2 separate regions of the Mus musculus genome follow, and region 1 is linked to region 2. A link is a contact called in public Hi-C data. All regions are on one chromosome and are shown on one strand. The core of a region is the stretch at or near the end of the contact, and the rest is flanking DNA. Distances in the headings are between cores, read along the strand shown. Region 1 overlaps Gm34012 (a long non-coding RNA gene). Region 2 overlaps Mamdc2 (MAM domain containing 2).

Region 1 (5,734 bases), core at 917-3,416, 100 kb after region 2:
TAGTTATTGCTGATTTTCAAGCTCTCAAGTAGCCTGAGAGACTGGCATGGGATTTCTTTTGTTATGTTTCCCGGATCCTAAGTGTGTTCTACTGGCCAGTGTGAAGCCAGAGAGAATGACAAACTTCCCCAGGTCCAGCTGCATTGATGCCCTGGATTTGGGTCATTTAGATGATCTAGAACAAAATTGTCAACAAAACAACCCTGTAATAGACGCCCTTCCTTAACCTCCAGAGCACAGGTTTCCACCTCTGACAAAGGGACTGACTGGATTCTGTGTACAGAAGTAGCTCCCTATGATCTAATGCTGCCTGCTGCATGGCCACTAAACTGTTAACTCCTTATAACGTCTTGCATCTGAAGGAGGAAGAGGTGGAAAGGAAAATCACATTACTTCAGGCCTTGTAGAAAAGAAAAGAAATTTAAAATGATACAATGTAAACTGGGATAGCAGAGTATTCATCTCAACAGGTTTGCAGTCACAACTGAGATTTGAGGACAAAAGCCAGAGTATTTGTAAGAGAACAGGTTGCTGCCTTCACCAGCCACCCATATATCACACCGTGGTGGCAATGAAAGAGACTGGAGCTCTAGAGTGAGCTGCATCCTCCCTCCTCCCTCCTGACTCAGCTTCTTCCTCCATCTCCAGTAACCTTGTAAGTGTGAAATGAAGCCCACTGCTCCACGTCCTCTGACTTCATTAGCTCTTCTGCCATGGGCCTATATTATGTTTGTAGCATTCTCTCATGAGCTGAATAACATGACAGAAAAGGTAGGGATGGAGAAAACACCAAGACAGATGCCAGAGACTCAGCCCCAAGACACCACCAGTAGAACACCTTGAATTGATCATTACAAAGTTACAGATAACTGGAAAATGCTGTCTGATAAATAGGGGCAAATTGAATGCATCCCTGTCCTGTGCAGCCAGAGCCCCTGGCAAGAATTGCAAAGATAGCTCAGTCAACGAACATCGAGTGTCACAAGCATTAGGGTCTGGATCCCCAGCAGCCAGCCATGGAAATAGCTGGGCATGGTGGCATAGCATGAGCTTGTAATCCCAGTGCTGAAGAAGGAAAGACAGTACGATCCTTAGGGCTCGCTGGCCAGTCAGTCTAATGTAATTTGTTTGTAAGCTCTGGGCCACAAAGACCCTGTATCAAAGTGTGTGGGTGTCCATCCTGAGGATCACATCTAAGGTTATCTATGTGATTACATATCACATGCACCTCCATACATAGTCATGAACACACCCAAGGCAGGAGAGAACCCTAACCACGCCCTACATCATATTTGTTTACAGTTTTCTTTATATGTGGAAACAACTGACCAAAATGATACTTCCTTTCTGTTTAATAGTTTAAGGTTCAGTTCAATTTGGGGCATACTATAAAACTGAGAGTCTGGCTAATTGTGGATTTGCCCCCAAATCTCTTAGAATCCCCCCAGAATTAGCTATGTAATCTATATATGATCTCATAGACTCAGATGGGAATAACCCACTATGAGAAAAAAAAATCAAAGGAAAGCCACATTTTAAGCAAAATGCTGTAGTTTGAGGAGTGTCTGTGCCAGTTTCCTGCTCATCCAATCTGCTTTTGTTGTATAGTCCTTCAACTTTAGAGATAGCATCTTGTCACTTCTTTTAAACATTATTTTTCCAGCCACTTTTGGCTAAGATGGTTGAGGTTAGCACCTCTGTTTGAACAGCTGTGGTACATTAGGGGAACAATGATTCTTCCCGGCTTCTGGAGGTGGAGGAACCTTGACAAAATAGCCTCCAGTCCCTTTCCTTTTCATCCAGAGGTATTTAACCTTGGCCTTGTACCCTTTCATTCAACTCTTCATTCTAACCTTCTATAAACTGTTCTCAAACCAGGTTCCCCAAGGAACGTGGGTTCACCTGGCCACCCGCTTGGAATTTCCAAATTTTTATTGCATGGACAGGGCTTGTCATTAAAGAACCAGGGAACTGGCCTTCAAACTACTGCTCTGTGACATTAGTGAGTACTGGCCACCAGTAGGGATGCTTCAAAAATCACTATGAAGCAAAGAGGCACAAAAAGCTGACTGTCAGCCAGGAATGAAATAGGTTACGTTTGGGCAGATGGTTAATGTTAGGAGGAATGGTGTCCAGACTCATGACCCTCTTTTTCCTTAGCATCAGTGTCAACAAAACAAGGCAGCCTGACTCAGGCGCTTGAGGTGAAGGAACTGTGGTATTCTGCTCTGAGCTCTCCTCATGTCTCTTTCCTATCAGCCATCTGTCTATTGTCTGTTGACCGTTACCACATGACTGGATTGTTCCTGTGATGGGAGTTACATTTTTCTGCCTAATTGGATTTTTTTTTCATTGTTAGCTTCTACATTCATCAGAGTCATGAAAAACATCTCTACAGTCTAGAAAAATGAAACATTGCATTTTGGTTTCCACTTTTCCCTCCAAAGGAAATTGATATTTTTAGAACGTCTCTTCTGATTTATAATCATGATAATTGCACACTGTGTTAGACTGATGGTCCTTTTTTTACCTCTGTCGGTAAATCCAGGGGTTGATTCAGTAGTCCACATTGACTGAAATAATAAAGAGCATTCCCATAATGTTATTTTCCTCTCCCTGTGTGGGTACTTGGAATAGTACAGAAAGCATAGACATCATTATGGTCGAAGGGAGGATGAAGAAGAGTGTGATAGCTCACCCTGCCTTCTCCTTCTCAGCTGTCTTGGAAGCCAAACTGTAATAAAGGACATCTTCATGTGTTCAGAGTTGCCCAGCAATGGTTGTGTCTCCCAAAGGTTGCATCAAAAGGCATCACTATGAAAAGAAAAATAGAACTACACAGAGCCACGAGCATTAAAGGTCATACCTAAACTCGGTGCACATCTAACTAGATGCCACATAATTACACAGCAAAACAAACATGAGCACTGACGAGTTTAATGTTTTCACAGTACTCACTTTGGAAAAATACAAATGTTAAGTCCACCATCGCACATGGCCACACACACATTTTTTTTCTTCCCATGGAGGAATATTCTTGTAACGTATTGAATAATGTCATCTGTGCTTGACTTAAAAGAGACTGACCAAAAGGACCAAAGAATTGGGTTCTGTCTTAGTGTTTCTGTAGCTTAAGCCAAAGTCAATTATAATCTCACTCTATCCCAAATATGAGCCCATGAACTTTTTAGTTTGAATAACATCTCCTTTGTGTTTATCTCTGTCATTACATGCGCCATCACTTTGCCCAAGACAAGCTACAAAACTTCAGGTTTAGCTTAGTTTAAGTCCTATCTTCAGTTGTGTAGACTTCATTTCTAAGAATTCAGCCAACTGCAAATAAAAACTATGTGGAGGGAAAACTGGTGTCTAAACCAAACTCGAACAGTTTTCTTTTAATTGTTCCTTCAACAATACATAGCCATGGCTATTTATATAGCATTTACATTGTAATAGGTTTTGTAAGTAATCTCAAAATGATGTCAAGTTCAGAGGAGGTCATGTATGGGTTAATTGCCAATACTATACCATTCTAAAGAAGAGATTTGATTGACTGCAGTCTGACACCCACGGGGAAAGGAAAGCTCTGAAAACCGTCCTCTGCATACTGGAAAGCTGCATTCAATTTTGGATAGCACCACCTGTATGAAACCTTGTTAGGTGTTGTAGGAGATAGAAGGACGTATATAAAACAGCGCCAAACTTGGTAGAGCGAGACATGTCCACACATGAGAAAAGAGTTAAGGAAATGCCATGTCAAAGCTAAAGGTTCTAAGCATCACTCTGGGTCTGTAAAGAGGAAGGCTTCAGAACAATGAGGATGTTGTAGACTTCACCCTGCAACCATGGCAGGAGCAAAGGTTAAATGCTTCAGAAAGACCCAGAGGAGATCATTAAAGAATCCCAGCAAAGCCCCTGGACTCTTGCCTTCCTCATGCTCTGGTGGTTGTTCCTTCATTTCTGCATTTTTATTGCCCATGCATGAGAAGTTTGAATGACAACAATAGCAACTTGGTAGGGTTTTTTTTTTCCCTTAGATCCATTGCATGCCAGCAACAATATATGTACTTTATATATTTTAACTTACTTAATTCTAATAATTGTATAGGTAAATCCCATCCTTAGGTACATCTTAAAGATGATGGAAAAACACAGAGATGTATCTAATTCCGCCAATAGTTAGACATGAGGTAATTGAAGGCCAACATTCTATCTGGCCCCAATGGTAGACCCTAGTCCATCCAGTGTGTTAGTAGGTCAGGACATAGGTGGCCTAGTTGAGGGAGAGATGCCTTCCCACTATTGCCTCTCACTGAATGTGGCAGGTAGGAGAGCAGGACTCACAGTCATGAAACCAAGAGAGCTGGCTCTGCTCGTCACCATCTACAGCACTCAGGGGGAGCAGGCCTTATACCTCTCCTGGGTAGCATAGTCCACTTGGCTGGTGGTGAAGCGGGAGAGCTGGTCCCAGGTCATGAGAGCAAGAGAGCTAGCCTTGCCCCTCACCAGTGGCTGCATTCAGGAAAGTGGGGAGAACAGATTCCTTCTCCTTGCCTGAGTAACACAGCCAGGCTGGCCCCGGTGGCAAATATGAAGGGCCAATCCTGCAGAACCAAAGCTGCAGGATCTCCATGACACAGGGCAGCAACGGAATATCCGAGAGGAGTCCCTGTAAGGATGCAGTCCTGATAGTGTAGTAAATGCCAGGGGCCTCAAAACAGACTAGTGGACATTTGCAAACAAAGAAGTGTGGACAAAGGGGCAGACTGTGGGACACACTGGGATATGCTATGGTTTCTAGGACAAGATTGTTTTAAAGATTCTATCTTATTTTTCTCTCTTTTGTGGGGTAGTTACAAGGGCAGAGGGCAGATACTAAGGGATGGGGATATGAGTGGAAATGGGGTGCATGATGGGAAATTCACAAAGAACTAATAGTAAGTTAAAAAATGTTCAAACAGAACAAATCTCTGCTGTCAAGAAGACAAGGGTCACACTTCAGGTGAAATATAAGAAATACTCTCTATTTCTTCAGATCCTCTCACATTGCATTCTGCTTGTGTTTTGAGAAAAACTTGATACTTCCTCCAGCAGCAGTGGATCTAGGCAGTTTCTAATATTGCCACCCAATGAAGTTATAATTTGACCATGTTCTTCCTGAATTCCATTCATCATCAAATAAAATCTCCATATATTTTTTTTTCTGAAATAAGAATCGCTGGCATTCCAGGTCTCCGTACATTGTCTATGCTGTAGTTCACAAATTTTAAGCCTTGTGCCGGCACTGACTGTCACTCCCTCCTGTCACGCTTCTAGCATCTGCTCACTTTTTCTAATCTAGGAAGATCCTTTTTAGTATGAATTCTTTTCAGTTATGGTTTTAACAACTGTTTTATCTACAAAATGTAGCAAGGAAATTCTTTACAGAGCCTCCCATGTAATAACGATGTTCTTCACAGAGCTGCCCATGCAGTAAGGATGCTCTTTGCAGAGCTGCCCATGTTCTTTGCAGAGCTGGCCATGTAGTAACAATGTACCTTACAGCATCATGCACATTACTAATGAAGGGTGGCTGAGAAGACTGGCCTGCCTTTTGCTTTTGTTTTTCCTAAATGGCTCTGTTCCAGTAGACAACACACTCTGGTACATCTGTTCAGTCAACTATAAATCTCCCTAAATCTTTCATGACTTGGTCTACATTTGTTTCTCTTATATGCAAATTACTATCCTTAGG
Region 2 (5,876 bases), core at 1,121-3,620:
AATGCAATTGCTACTGGGATATTTGCCACTATTTGAGCCCCCAAGAATAAAGCCACCACCTGGAATGCCACAGTGGTTTGGATACAATAGGGCAAACTATTAGGAGCATAGTCTGCAGTGTGGCAATGTGGGGATATGGAGGCATCAAGAAATTAGGTTGCTGAGGTGCCACCCCCTGGAAGGGATTGAGATAGTTCTCTTGGGATCTGGGTTTGTTCCTATGTGAGGGCTGTTAGGAAGAGTTAGCCTGGCCTCCCAGATCCTGTATGTCCCTTTGTACCATGTGACTGCTCCCTCTTCCAGTCATGAGCTCTTACCATCATGCTAACCATCATACTGTGACATATACAGAAGCTCTCCCACTGAGGCTATATGGTTGATACTATTGGATTTTTCAAACTCTAAAACTGTGAACTGGATGAAATATCCACTGTTGGCATTTAGTCTAGGCTCCACGCCACAGTTACCTGGCAATAGCCAGGTGTGCATGACTCATTATAAAAGGTGGCTGCTTGCCCCTCCTCTCTCTCTCTCTCTCTCTCTCTCTCTCTCTCTCTCTCTCCTCTCTCTCCCTTTCTCTGTCTCTACTACTGGCTTAACTCCACTCCCCATGCTCTAAATAAACTCTAGTCTATACTATACCATCCTGTGGCTGGTACCTGGGGGTGGGGAAGTGATGTCTCAGCATGGGCCCACAGAGGTACCCCCTTCCCCCACACCATACCTCTCCTCCACCAAACATATCCCTGGCTTTTCTGTATCTTTTTATAAAACACAACATCCACCCGTGGGTATTTTACTACAGCAAAAGCTCTTATGTTCTAAAACAAATGGCAAATGAGTTAGAAGTATTAAGTTCAAAGGAAACACTGCTCCCCAAATTCTGCACCCATTCCAAAGGAGCCAGTTCTAACAAAGGCACCATTTCCCTTACCACTGGCAGAAGGGACAAATGGCTCTCCGTGGTGCTTATTAGCATACTAAACACATGCTGGCCTTCAGGCTCCCTCAGTATCACAAGTGCCAGTTACACATTTCAGAGAGCATACTAGCATGTTGGTTCTTCTCATCCTGCTCTTTACCCTAAACTTCTCCAGCTCATGGGCTTCCTGCTGCCCCAGCTTCTCACTCTTCTTATAACTCTGTCATGTTGACCATACTCCCCTCTTTTGTCTTCCTTTCTTTGTCCTTTCTCCATGCTCTCTCTTTTTGCCCCTCTCTCTTGGTCTTTACTCACTTTCTTCAGCTCTTTCTCCCCTTGTCTCTCTTCTCATGGCCAAGTCCAGTCTGCTGGCCATGTTCAGTCTACTACTTTCTCTCTCTGCACTGTACCTTGGAGTGGTCATGCCTTCAGTTTATATAAGAAGGAGCCTCCATTCCAAATGATATAACTGATGTAAGGGTAATAAGTCCAGACTTCTTACTCTGGTACCCAGGTGTTGATTTTCAAGGTTCACCATAAGCTTTCAGACATCTGAATGCTTTGTAGGGGAGCACTATTTGCTTGCTTTTCAATCAGATTCTCCAAAGTCCCTAAGATCACAAGAGTAACACAGCGATAAGGACTGAGCTTTCAATGTCTGCTCAATGTTCTCTTGGCTCACATTGACGTAGTAAAGGTCCCTAGTCAATGAATGTAGGGCACAGAGCAGAACAACACAGATGAGATGCTGCAGGACTGGACTGGAAGATGGAGATTGTGGGACAGACCAGAGAAAAACAGAGCCCTTCCATTTCCAGTGTCATCTTGGTGAGATAAGAGTCACAACTAAACCAGAGTCATAAATGAACTCCTCCTGGTCCATTCAGGCACATCTCAGAACAATCACAGTACCCTTCAAGATGACTACAATAAAGTGAACCGCACGACAATATAAGTCAAGTGATTCTTTCCTACTGCACATAGAAGTTATGTTTGTAGAACTGGACTTGTTCAAGTGTACAGTAGCATTAACTAAAAAAACAATGCATGCCAATTTATTACAATACACTTTACTGCACCGAGGCTGAATCTCATTGACAGAATACTTGCCTGCCATGTGCACTGACCAAGGCCCTGAGTTCCATCCCCAGCAAGGCAGAGCGGGGAAAACTTACTTGCAAAAAATAAAAATGTTAGTGCTCATCTGTGCTTCTGGAAACAAGACATCAACAGACTTGCTGAGCACAAAACTTCCAGGAACCTTAAGAAACATAATGTCAAAGTCAAATGCCGTTGAGCAAAGTGCCATAAAATGATGCCGTTGATCTCTGAAAGCTGCTTGCGTCTTGCACATAATTCACATTATTTGAAAGCTGCTAACAGACTGTTTATAAATCACTGCAGAAGAGTGGGTTTTGTTTTTTTCCAATGGGTTCCTCCAATGTCTTTGGAGAAAGGCCAAAGTTCAATAACCCCATCAAGCAGTCCAAGAAGATGTTTTCCAGCTGCAAAGATCACACTGATGGTGAAGCACCCCTGTCAGTACCTGGACAAGTTATTCCACTCTGGAGAGAATTTCATCTTGCCCAGATCAGGGGAGTCTTCCCATAGGGGTTTGTTTTATTTTGCGGGTTTCTTGTTATTGTTTTATTTCGTACAACACTTTATTGCAAATATTCAGTGCTTCTCAGGTACAAGATGTACAAGCACCACAAATTCAAACACACTTGGCTTGTCAGAAGGCAAAACCGCCTTCTTTAAAACCACATATTTGTAAACACTTAACCTAGGAAATGAGAGCTGAACTCACTGACAGTCCATTTCTCATTTCCTCGCAGGGCTCTGTTGCATCTTAAATAGAAGCTAATAAAAATATGTTTTCATTTTGGGCTATGCCTTTCTAAGGCTTAGGTTTTAGTGTGGCTGAGATGGGAACACATGCGTGGTAATCTGCTGTTGATTCAAGACTTTGGGAATGCAGCTATTGAGATTAGAAATACAACATGGCCTGGTGGGGGGAAAGCCCACATTGGCTAGATGCAAACCCAGGGAAGCTTTACCAGAACAAAGACAGTTTCAACTAAAGTGTGAATATCAGTGCTACCGCCCAGAGATTTGCAGTTAGGGCCAGATGAGCCCCGGTTGCTATTGTAGAACATGTTTGAGAAGCACGAAGATGCCACTATTGGTCAAGCGTAAGCAAAATCATAGATTGAGACAACTGAGCAAGGAACTGGAATTTAAGATAACCATGAATCCTGAAGAGAAAGACCCTGGCCAGAATGGGAAATTTGATCCTTGGAAAGTTAGGTCCTGTCAGAAACTTCATACAGTGATAGAACCTGGGATCACTGAGAACCAAATTCTCTCTTTCTTTTAATGTTATTTTATTTGCTAGTCTAACTGAGACCACGAAAGCACATAGTGATCTTTGAGCAGATTCTCTGTATACACTTCTACCCTCATCTTTTTCATCCCTCTCCTCTCCTATTAGTTCCCAACTAAAAAAAAAAAGATACTTTATTTTCTGTGTCTGGTTTTGTTTTGAGACAGGGTCTTACTGAGTAACCCAGGCTAGGCTCCAATTCCTTCTACCAGACCCTCAGGTTCCACCACATAAGAGAAGCATACACTGCTTGTCTTTTCAGTAATGATAATATTGATGGCATCCACTAAATTGGCAGCAAACCTTCCATTATGTTTTACTCTTGAGCAGCCCCTAAAATAGTGGGAATGAGGCTTCTTTAGAACATATGACATTTGCATTCCTAAATTCAGTGGCCCAGCATCCCTGCTTTAGAGTGCATGCATTCACTCTGAAATATGCTTGAAGGAACTTTTAGAAAAATGTCAATTTCATGTTTTTCTCTTCCCTCGGCTTCTCTGTCTATTGATATCAGATCCTGTCTGAGCCCAGCCTCCCCTCCTCCTTATTGTTTTAAATTATCACTTTGGTTTCTTTCTGGAACTGCTGAGCCTTTGATACTTCCCCTATCCACAAATTCATAAATGGAAACGCTTTCCACCAGAGCTGACAAAAAAAAGTTACCTAAAGGCTATATAATGCAAATTCTTTCCATGGTTTTATGTTATTAATAAGTCACAATAAAAGCTATAGCTCACTTGTATAGGGACCATTACGTTTATAAAACATGGCCCAGCTTCAATCTCTGTTAATTGCACAGAAATCCTGGGGGATGACATAGTGAGGCAAACAGCAGCAGCTCAGCTCAGATAAGTTACTCAGCAGTCGCTCTGATGTCACGACATTAATGTGAGAAAGAATATGAAAAAGAATAGCCTGTAGACTTATATATAACTCATGCTTTGCTGCTTGATTAAGTTCCCTCTTGGTGAGCAGGTCTTAATTTCTCCTTGGAAGATGAAAAGTAACAGGCAGGTAGTTGAGCCATTGGTTCTTTACAAAAGAAAGCATTGGCAGTTTAGTATAATTTTTAAGTGCTAAGAGACATCTCAGCATTTAATTTCCATTTCCACTTGGATGGAAAAAAACAGGGTAGTTGCTTTGTTCTGGGAGCCCTTGGATGTAGGATGGTGCCAATCAGAAAAATTTCAGACTCATGAGTTGAAATCATGACAGCTTAGTTCAATCCAGTGCTGCCTCCTGGATCTTACTGTTTGTCTCTGTTACTAAAGAGAGTATAGCCCAGCATTACCAACCTTAGTTCTAGCAAACCAACTCTAATAAGTGCCTCCAGGTAGACCAGTACTCTCCTCTGGACCTTCTGAAAAGCACTATTGGTTGAGGAATTAGTTTTGGCCTTTTAAATTTTTGTCTATAGAACTCTATATTTTGGACTTTTTAGTATCATTATAAGGCTACTACAATTAAGAGGCTATTAATTTTAAATTATTTGACTGGTCACATTTTTGTTTTTAAAGCCAGCCACATAACAACATATTTATTGGAACGATTTCAATAAACCTTATATATTTAACCCTCACAATATTGACTTAAGAAAGTTGGGGGAGAAAACAAATAGGTATAGAAATATCAAGCAAAAATGAAAAATCAAACAAACAAATCCAAGAACAAAACCCAAATGCAGTATTTTAAAATAGGAAAATAACAAATGGAATAGGGACATTAGTCAAGGATCCATAGCAAATACATATAATAAGGTCAAGAAATGTTCTAATGCTTGAATATAGTTTACTATGTAGTCAAAAGTCAGATCACATTATAAGAAAATTATGTCACTATAAGACCTAGTCTTTCAAATCATTCAAATAATCAACCTATAAGAAGTTACTAAACAGTTTATTTGCTCAGTTTTCTACTTCCAGGGACTCAAGTTTTTGGATGTCTCTTAGTACTTGCAAGTTATACTAAATGTCAATGTTTTATTTTTAAAAGAACTGATGGCACAACTACCTGCCTCTTACCCTTCCTTTTCCAAAGACCTGCTCAGAAAAGAAGAAACACCTGGAACTGGAAACTTAGACATCTATCCAAAGCTAGAGAAGTCATGGGTCTTGGAGGAGAACCTACAACAGCCTCTTTACCAAAACAACATAATCCCCAACTACCTTCTAAATATTTGCTTTTGTACACACAGATAAGTGTGATCCTTGCCCCTCATCAAAGAAACTTCTCTTCTCTACAGATGGAGATCGTTATGGAAAACCACAACCAATCAAAATGCAGAGGTCTGGAGCTCAGTTCTAATGGATACATCTGAAAACAACTCTGGCTCAGAAGGTTCAGGGAACACCGTGAAAGAGGAGGTGGAAAGAGCTTAAGAATCAGAGGACCAGGGCTGTGTCCCCTGGTAATGTCAGAAGCTACAACCAAAAAGTCTCACCAACATGACAATAACAATAGAAAACCCAAAGTAGATGGTTGGAGTGTGGGGGATACCAGGAGGCTTTACTCTACACAAAGAACTATAGGTTACTAAGGGAAGCTGAGAGCAGGAGAAATAGTCTATCC

What was found. A called contact is a pair of places that touch in the nucleus more often than the background predicts.
Region 1: a Hi-C map of uterus shows a contact between it and region 2, with 6 times the contacts expected there. A contact is called at or near these places in 8 of 484 Hi-C or Micro-C datasets (bone marrow-derived macrophages, embryonic stem cells, reprogramming fibroblasts and 2 more), 5 of 130 datasets of targeted methods (the NIH/3T3 cell line, embryonic stem cells, fibro-adipogenic progenitors and 2 more) and 1 of 9 other capture datasets (embryonic stem cells).

What each region holds. Positions count from the first base shown.
Region 1 is chr19:23,513,360-23,519,093 of GRCm38.p6, forward strand. The region is part of intron 1 of Gm34012 (a long non-coding RNA gene); the gene reads left to right. Among named protein-coding and RNA genes, the nearest start is that of Gm34012, 19 kb to the left of the region's middle.
Region 2 is chr19:23,408,266-23,414,141 of GRCm38.p6, forward strand. All of the region lies in intron 2 of Mamdc2 (MAM domain containing 2), which reads right to left. Among named protein-coding and RNA genes, the nearest start is that of Mamdc2, 37 kb to the right of the region's middle.